Linked DNA regions of Ovis aries: region 2 is linked to region 1. A link is a contact called in public Hi-C data. All regions are on one chromosome and are shown on one strand. Each heading gives the region's core, a stretch centred on a gene start, on an enhancer-like site or on the middle of the called end of the contact. The rest is flanking DNA. Distances are from core to core; before and after follow the strand shown.

What was found. A called contact is a pair of places that touch in the nucleus more often than the background predicts.
Region 2: a contact with region 1 is called in a Hi-C map of liver, with 1.8 times the contacts expected there. The contact joins the promoter of TOLLIP here to the enhancer-like site in region 1. A contact is called at or near these places in 2 of 16 Hi-C or Micro-C datasets (hypothalamus and liver).

Annotation. Positions count from the first base shown.
Region 1 is chr21:46,397,362-46,402,132 of ARS-UI_Ramb_v3.0, reverse strand. The region is part of intron 1 of MOB2 (MOB kinase activator 2); the gene reads right to left. Among named protein-coding and RNA genes, the nearest start is that of MOB2, 11 kb to the right of the region's middle. Within about 2 kb of position 1,947, at least 4 of the 54 cell types and tissues checked have an H3K27ac peak or open chromatin away from gene starts, as enhancers often do. A contact at or near this core is called in liver, where this site is marked.
Region 2 is chr21:46,560,944-46,565,714 of ARS-UI_Ramb_v3.0, reverse strand. It overlaps TOLLIP (toll interacting protein), which reads right to left and starts at 2,309. Exons shown (of 6, transcript XM_027959318.3): 1 at 2,174-2,309. The coding sequence starts at 2,206.

The DNA.
Region 1 (4,771 bases), core at 698-3,197:
AGGCTCTTGGTTCCTCAGCCAGGGCCTGGCCCACGCTCCTTCAGTGGAACCCAGAGCCCAGCCACCGGACTGCCAGGCAAGGCCCCTTCATTTCCCTAACGGACAGGGCGAGCGCCTTTACGAAGACGGCTGGGAAGCTCGATCCTTGCCCTCATTTGCGTCTGGGCCCTGAAGCTGGAGGTCAACTATTCTAAACGCTGTGACCAGAAAGCCGCACAGGAGTTGGGCGGGCAGGCGGGAGGTTCTCCAAGCCGAGGAGCACAGGCAGGGCTTTCGGCGTCAGAGGCTCAGGGCAGGGGCACCCACGGGTGCGGGTGGGGACGGAGGGAGATGAGGACCCCAGCCCTCAGACAAGGGCGTCCAGAAGGCCTTCTGGGCAGGGGCACGACCCGGTCAGTACTCTGCTGGTTTGCAGAAGGTGCGAACCAAAGATAAAGACATGCGCTCCCCAATCCCACCCATGGGTGCCTGGGTCTAGGAGGGCCCGAGGCCCTGGAGCTGGGTCAGCCCATGGCACCGTGGGCCCACCCGGAGGGCGCCCAGGAAGCCGTGACCCGGTGTCATCACACCGCCCACAGGCGACTCCTGGGTCAGGTCCCGCGGGCAGGGCCGTGGGCCGCGCAACCAGTCAGGCCCCTGCCTGCTCCAGCATAGGCTCGCAAGGGCCAGGGTGCAGCCTCTAGCCCAGACCCTCCAAACCTCACTCGAGGGACATTTTATTGTTTTCATTAGAGACCACGTGACCCAGACTTCTGAGAAAAACACTGAGAAAACTGCAGTCTACCTGCGAGCCGCTCCCGGTGGGCGGGGGCCGTGACAATGCTACCTGCGAGCCGCTCCCGGTGGACGGCGGGGGAGGTGGGGGGGGGGGCGGGGGCCGGCCCGTGATCACCACTGCTCTCCCGTCTGCGGTGCTGCCGGAGGAGCCTGTGACGCTGACTGCAGCCCATCAGCAGAAGGCTGGGGACGCCGCAGGCCCAGGGTCCCGATGGCACTGACGCCGTAAGGCCCATGGACGCTGGGCAAACACAGCCGCGCACCCAGCCCTGCTCTGCCACCCCCGCTGGGCAGGCGCGGGCCAAGGGCCCTGTGGAGACGCGCTCGCCGCACCCTCGCAGCAGCGCCTGCTCCTACAACGCAGCCACCACTGCAGGCATGACAGGAAGAGACGTGAGGACGTGGCCCCCTACCCGCGAGGAGCCACGGCCCCCAGGGGGAGGCGGCAGGGCCAGCCTAAGGCCTGGAGACCTGAGAGAGCAGCCGCGGCCACCCGGCTGGCGGCAGAGGAAGGGCCTCTGAGCACCACGTGCAGGGCCGGCCGTGCTGGCCCCGGGTCAGCCCTGTGCCCGCAGGTCCTGGCTGTGCAGACAGGGGCAGGCTGACGGCAGACCCCATCAGGCCCCTGCTGCTCCGTCCTGAAAGGGTCCACGCCGGCCCCACAAGCACGCCTGCACCCCTGGGAGGGCAGCTGGACCTGCCTCAGTCCCCAAGCAGGAGCCGAGCGGGGGGCGGGGGCCCTGGGCTGGCCTGTGCACGCCCCTGCCCTCAACCGTGTGGACGGCCATGCGGGCCCGGAGGGCCCCAGCTCGATGGCTGGGCAGGGCCCAGGACGGCGCGTGAGCAGATGTGAGCTCCACGAGCTCCACGGCAGGTGGCGGGCTGCGCCTTACATGGCGCCACCTCACAAGAGAGTGGCCGTCTACTGTGAACCAGGGCCCGCTGTCCTCCTGGCGACAGCTCAGACTCAGGGCCCGCAAACCACCAACGCTCCCACCTACACCCACACGTCCAGTGAGGAGGCAACGCACGAGGAGAAAGGGCACAGAGCACCCAACACCCCGGCCGCGTACGAGCCAGGGTTCACGGGTCCTTCCTGCCTGGCGGGGCTGACCACCGCACGTTAAGCCCGGCTACCCTCGGCTGGCCTGGAAGGAAGTGCACAAGAGCCAGCAAGGTCACAACAAGAGGACACGCTTATTTTTGTACGAATTATAAACGCCAGAGCTCTCAGAACTCAGCTGAGCCCAGCACTTCTTCAGCCAAGAAGGTAGGAGGCCTTCCCGCAGGAACAAGAGAATGTGCTCAAAAACAAGGGTTTCCATCACAAAGCACTTCCCACCCCTGCTGCAGGCCCGCGCCCGGAGAAGCGCCTGGGCCGCCGCCACGGGCACTCTGCAGACAGCACCCCCAGACCCGGGCCCCTGCACAGGGCCACGCGGACCCAGCCCAGCGTTCTGCTTCCAGGGGGCGGGAGCAGGCCGGGCGGGGGGGGCGGGGACAGCCTGTGACGACGGGCGGGACCCACAGGGCCTCCGCCACGCGCCCCAGCACTTTAAGCGCTCAGTGGGCGTGAGCATGTCCACATCTGTGAAGCTAGTGGACATGACCGCGGCCATGAGAACACCTCCACACAGCAGGCGCCTCGCAGAGAACTCCTCCCAGCCAGAACCAGTCTGCAGGGCTGGGGCTGGAGCCTCCCCATCGGGTGCCAGGGCTCAGGGAGCAGCCGTGAGTGACCCCGAGCTCACCTGACCTGTGGACGGCATGGGCGGGGGGTGGGAGTGAGCCCTGCTCCTGGCGCCTCTCCTGGGACCAGAGGCCATGGGCCCAAAGCCCCGAGGCCAGCTGCCCTGGTGCCCGCCGCCCTGGTGCCCGCCTGCTGCTGGGCTGTGGGAGTGAGGCTCCTGGGCTGTGGGAGAGAAGAGCATCCAGAAGGGAGGTCCCACGCTGCCCCGGCCACCAGAGGCCCACCTCCTCTCAGGGGAGGGGCAGAGCCCTGTGCTGGGAAAAAGCCGCGGCCCCCCCTCTCCGCACACACCCCATGCCAGGGATGCTCAGGAACATGGGCAGCCCCAGCCCTGAGCGCCCCCGGACAACACGCTGCCAGCTGGACAAGGGAGGATGGTCACGACGCCAACCACCCCACACTCCCAGCAAGAAGGTCCTCCAAGAGGACAAGGTCCTCCCAGAGAGTCATCCTGCGCCCGGGGCAGCAACCGAGATGAGGGAGAGGCGGGGCAGCCCGGGGCAGCCACAGCCTGCGCTCTCTTCTGTGGAGTCCTTCTCTGTTCACTCACCACCTTCAAAAGCTAAGAGACCACAGGACAGAGGACCAGACGTGGGCAGCGGGGTGTCCACAGTCTCTCCCTCGGGACAGCTCAGCCCTGCCTCCTGCCGTCACTCCCAACACCCAGGAGGGGCCGGGCACGGCACGAGCTCACCTGGAGGACCGCACTGGCCCAGGCTCTCCGTGCGCCCCGCCCCTGCCGTCTTCCCCACGGCCCCAGGGCCCACATGCGCCTGGACTGGGAGCCCCACTCTGTGAGGGCAGCGAGAACGGAATTCCTTTCCCAACAGAATCAACTAAATGGCATGCATAGTCCCAACACAGAGAGAGAGAGAGAGAGAGAGAGTGTGTGTGTGTGTGTGTCTGTGTGTGTGTGTCTGTGTGTGTGTGTACACACGGGCACACAGCCAGGAAGGGGAGGGCAGGGACATGAGCTCTGGTCCATCCCCAGGCCCTGCCAGGGCTGCAGCCCACAGACGCACACCCAGCCCCCGGCTCCCTCGGCCTGGACACACGCACAGGCAGCTGCGCCTCGGGTGCGCTGCTCGGGCTCCCGCACGGCCACAGCCCCTCTCGGCAGGAGAGCCTGCGCCCAGGGGAGACGCAGAGTTGGGCGCGCCGGGGAGAGAGCGCCCTGAGCTGGGGGCCAGCACCTCCCAGTTCCTGTCTCTGCTTCTCCCTGTCTCTTTAAGAATAAGTCCCATTCATCCTGACACTTGGGATCAGATCCCCTTACAACACCGGGCTGGCCAGGGCTGTGCGTCTCCGTGGTGACCAGGGCTGGGAAGTTTCGGTTCATCTCCGCATCCATCAGACACTGCACCTTCAGATTTCCCTTTATTTGGTTGTTAAAAATTCTGCAAATGGAAAACACTCAATCCCCTGGCAGACTGTGAAAAGGCACACGCGACAGTTCTTTGCTCAAAAAGATACAGAAGGTTTAGAAAGATGAAATCGGGAAGTCGTCTTGCTCCACTACCTTGAAAACGGTTCAATAAAGTTCTGGATGAAAATTAAAACCTGTGTTTTCTTTCTCGTATTTAAAAACTGAAGGAACTTTTTGGCCAACATAATAGCAAGGATTCACCTCAGTCATAAACAGCCAGACGGCTCTGCAAAGAGCAGGCCCGCGAGTGACTACAAGACCCCGTGCCCAGCCCAGCCCAGCCAGGGACGGTCTTGCTGCCACCTCCTGGCCGACGCAGGCCAACCAGCACCTTCCCCACCCGCGCCGAGCGGCACTCCTGCCCACTGGGAGCCAGCGGCACCCCAGCAGGGCACAGCCCCAGGCCCTGCCCAGCTGGACGGTGAGATGGCTCCAGGCTGAGCCCCGCTGGCAGGCAGCCTGCTCCTGGGGCTGCGGCAACGCCAACGCAAGGATCCCTCACCTGACCCAGGGCCCAGGCCCTGCGGAGCCAAAAACGGGTTCAAGTCAGCGCTGGCCCCACAGGAAAGAACCTGAAACTCAGCAGCTCAAGTCCCTCTCTGAGAGACTCAGAGGCTCCACTTCCAGAGGGCTGACAATGCCCCCAAGAGAGCGCTCTGGTCCTAACCAGCACCTGGCACACGAGGACCAAGAAGGATGCCAACCTCTCCAGGCCTCCTGGGCCGGCCCTGTACCAGGGGCCTCTGGGCTGTGTGGAACCACACCCTCCACCCAGCACAACAAGGAAACTGCCTCCTTCCCGTTTCCACGGGTGGGAG
Region 2 (4,771 bases), core at 1,060-3,559, 160 kb before region 1:
CCCCCCGCCCCCCAGCACAGGCACCCCAGCAGGAGCTCCCAGCCTCGAAGCAGTGGCTCTCCCCACCCTCTCCAGCTCTGCTTTCCACGCTCCCCTTCCCTTAAGTCTCGGTCAGCCGTGCTTCCTCCACAGCCCTGCTCACCCCACGCCCTGGCCCAGGGAGGCTACTGCTCACCACGATTCCAGGCCAGACCTTCAGGCCCAGGCCTGGCTCCTCTGTGAGCCTGACGGCGGCATCAGTGAGCCGTGCTACCCAAGACGCCGAGAGCGCCCGCACCGAGGCCAGTGCGCCCGAGGGCCGGAGCCCCCAGCTGCTCTGGCCCTGACCGAACCTCAGGGCATGAGCTCGGCCCCTGAGGAGCACCCCCACACCCCTGCCAGTCCACGCGTGGGGCCCAAGTCCCCGACAAGAGAACGTGCCAGTCGTCCGGGTCACTGGGAGCTCAACAGCACAGGCCTCACATCCAGACACCCCCTGCCGCCTGGGCCCTGTCACAGCCCTACCTCAGCGCAGGGCCAACATCCCTCTGGACTAGAGGAGGCCCGCCTTCACCACGCGCTCCCCTTGCCTGGGTCCCAGGCCTGCGCATGTCTGCCTGCGGATCCCGCCTGGCGAAGGCACAGAGCTCCCAGCAGGTCTGACCCAGGACAGAACCAACACCCGTCCCTGCTGCCCCTATAGAACGGAGGAAGTGCTGACGCTCAGCCTGCTCCAAGCCACTGTGTGCAGTGAAGACGGAGACGGGAAGCCAGGGGCCAGAATCCACCCTACGAACTCCGGGACCTTTCCACATGCATGTCTGTCACGAAGCCCTGTCACGTCCCATTCAAACGGTCAGAAAGAACACCTGTGCCCAAAGGGCTTCCAACAAGACCTGCCTTCCTCAAACTCAGAAAGACGCCGTGTGGATAGATTCGTCTCCCGCTGGCAGAGACACAGACAAGATCTGTCCATCCTGGCGGGAGAGTGAAGAGCCAGGGCTGCGGGGACTTCCCTGGTGAAGCCACATCAAACCATCAACCAGAACCTTGTCCCAGCTGAAGGCTCTGACTGTGATTAAAGCAAACAAACCCTCACCGCTCATGGTCAGGCACCCCAACCCAGTCTGAACGGGGGCTAGAGGTGACTCCCCAGGAGCCGAAGCCTTGCTCTTGGACAAGGACACAGCAGCCGCGCAGGAGACAGGACTCCAGGGCCAGGGGCAGAAGAGGACTCCCAGCTCAGGACCCCTCATGTGTTACCAAAGGAACCGAGGGACACAGCTGGGCCTGGACCCTCCTTCATCCAAGCCTGGCCGGGTGGCTCCTCTACAGACGGACACTCTAGGCACAGGGTGTTGCCTCCTCCCGGGGACCCAGCGGGTGCCGACCCCGCCCGACCCCGGGGCCCGCCGGTGGGGGCGGGGCCCCCTCCACCCGGGGACGCAACGGGCGCCGACCCTCCCCCATCCCGGGGAACCAACCGGCGCCGACCCTCCTCCTCCCGGGGACGCAACGGGCGCCGACCATCGCCCATCCCGGGGAACCAACGGGCGCCGACCATCGCCCATCCCGGGGAACCAACGGGCGCCGACCATCGCCCATCCCGGGGAACCAACCGGCGCCGACCATCGCCCATCCCGGGGAACCAACGGGCGCCGACCCTCCCCGGCCCCGGGGAACCAACGGGCGCCGACCCTCCCCCATCCCGGGGAACCAACCGGCGCCGACCCTCCTCCTCCCCGGGACGCAACGGGCGCCGACCATCGCCCATCCCGGGGAACCAACGGGCGCCGACCATCGCCCATCCCGGGGAACCAACGGGCGCCGACCCTCCCCGGCCCCGGGGAACCAACGGGCGCCGACCATCGCCCATCCCGGGGACGCAACGGGCGCCGACCCTCCCCGGCCCCGGGGAACCAACGGGCGCCGACCATCGCCCATCCCGGGGACGCAACGGGCGCCGACCCTCCCCGGCCCCGGGGAACCAACCGGCGCCGACCCGCCTCCTCCCCGGGAACCAACCGGCGCCGACCACCCCCCGCCTCGGGCGCCCGGTGAGCGTGAGGCCTCGTCCTCCCGGGGGCCCGCACGGTGCGCGGCCTCTCCCTGCCGGGGACTCCCTTCCGCTCGCACGGAGCCCGGCGTCGGCCTGTGCCCGAAGGCCGCGGAGCCCGCCCCCGCCGGAGCCTACCGGCCCGCGCTGCGTGCTGACGGTGGTCGCCATGGTCCGGCCGGGCCCGCGCGTAGCCCCCCGACAGCCGCCAGAGACGCGAGCCGACGGCGGTCCCGCGAGGCCGCAGCCGCCTCAGTCAGCTGACGGCGGCCCCGCCCCCCCCGGCCCGGACGCAGGCGCAGAGCGCGCCGCCGCTTCCGGCTTCTCGCGCAGGCGCGCGCGCTCCCGCCGGGCGCCTGCGCAGTCGCGCCCGCCGCGCCGCGGCCGCGTGAAATGGCTCCCGGGCCGGCGCTGTGCGCTTGCGCGCTGGGGCGCGGCGGGCAGCCGGGCGCGGCCGGCCGGGGCGGGCGGTGACGCGAGCCGCCGCGGCTGCCGCGCGGGCTCGTGGCCCGGCCGCGCCCCGCGAGCGGCCGGCGTGACCCGGTGCGGCCGCGGCCTTCCGAGTGTTCCGGCGGTGAGGCCGCGCGATTCCCCTGCCGCCCGCCGGCCCCTCGGCTCGGTGTGCCCGACGCTGCTGGCCGGGCGGCCGCTGGGGTCTCCACGCAGCCCTGCGCTTTTCCATCCGAGGCGGCTCCCCCGGGCCTGGCGTTCTGCTCCCGACACCGGCGGCTCCCAGGCGGCGGTGGCGCGAGACAGCCGCTGGCCGCTCCAGGCCGCCGCGCGGATTCCCCCGCCAGTGGCCACCCTCTCGCGCCCGAGCTGGAGCGCCGCGTCCCCCTCGCGCCACAGCCTCCGCCGCCCGCCAGTCGCCTCTCCCGGATGGGAAGTATTAAGGAGCTTCCAGATGGCACCCAACCCACAGCGAGACCCCGCGTCCTTAAACCTTACCCGGAATCACCTATAAGAGCCCCCATCCTACACGGGGTCCCCCTGTGCGTCCCCAGGGTGTCTGGTTCGTCGAGGTGCAGGCGTTCCCGGTGGCCTGCCTGGAGGGCACTTTCACACCCGAGGCTTGAGCCGTCCTTGCCCTGCTGTGTGCCTCCCAGAACCTTCAGAAGTAGCCAGCCCACTGCGCAGCCTTTGCAGTCCCGCATTTGCCCAAGCGGCTGGCTACCCACTGGCACGGCGCCCCATGCCGCCGCTGGTGACCATTTTAGGAACTGGGATGTCCCTTGTCCCTGGATGACACGGGCTCCTGGTACTCGATTTCCCTGGGCAAGGACTTTATCCACACACTCATCAGATAGACGTGCACCTCAAGGCCAGAATCCCATTTAGAGCCTGTTTCCTGGGGTCACTTCCGGTGGCAATTATAGTATCAGTCAGGGTCCCGGCAAGAAACAGCGGGTGTTCTCGGGAAGAACACTGCAGAGATTTCAGCAAATGTCCTGTTTACCAAGAAAGGGCGAAGTGAAAAAGCAAAGCATGAGAGACTTTTAGTCTCAGGGAGCTGCCACTACTCCTGGCCTGGAAGAGAAGGAGGGAGCAGAGGGCAGGACAAGAGGCTTCCTCAGCAGATGGGGAAGTCACTGCCAACCACAGGGCTGTGGGAGGGGCCTGCGGACACGAACCCCTGGCCTCTGTCCTCCCATCTCTGATCTATACAGTGTCTGCCATCAAACTAACCGGGAGATCCATTCTGTAGACAGACACAAAGAGAGGTAGAGAAAGGTGGAGAGGATCTGGGGAGGCCAGCCAGAAACTAATCTACATGTGTGTCTGAATATCCTCAATAGTGGGTGGGAAGGAGAGAGTGGGAGGAATGGCGAGAGCAGCTTGGAAAAATATACACTAACATTCGCAGAACAGACAGCCAGTGGGAATTTGATGTATGACTCAAATTGAGGAACTCCAACTGGGGATCTGTGACCACCTAGAGGGGTGGGAGATGGGAGGGAGGCTCAAGGAGGGAAAACACAGTATTGCAATTATCCTTCAATTAAAAATAAATATCCTCAATAACCAGGGGACACAGTTTTGTAAAACATCATTGCAAAGAGCAGCAACAGAATAGATGAGACCAAACTGCAACTTTTATGAGTGTTAAGGAAAAACAATAAAATTTTATTAAAACACATTAAGACCTGAATAAGTTGGGAAGCTATATACCATATCCATGGATAGAAAGGCTTAATGTCAGAAATATGTCAATTGTCCCCCAAATTGCCCTACAAAAGAAATTGTCATTAAAACCCCTACAGGGTTTTTTTTTTTTTTTTTTTAAGACTATTTAGCAAGCTGATTCTAGAATCTGTATAGAACAAAGGCTGGATGTTAGCCAAGACATTCCAGGAGAAGGAAGAGGAGAAGCCGGAGACAGGAGGAGACTGTTCCAGAAGATGGCAAATGTATTCTAAAACTATAGTAATTGAGCCTAGGACAGAGATATGGGGATAGACAAGTTCACCAATGGAACAAAACACAAAAACTTGATTTATGAGGGTGTAGGCCCTGCTGAGCAGTATCTTGTAGTACATGTACTAAAACAGTTGGCTGTACTTGGGGAAAAAACTTGTCATTCGATCCCTACCTTATGCTGAACAAAAAAGCAATTTCTAATGGAATTGATGCAGTATCTATGCCATGTTTGTAAAGGATAAAATCAGAAAAGGCTGCCACTTTGCCTCTGATAGATGTGGGAAGGTTCGAACAGAAGTTGAGGCTTAGGGAGAGACA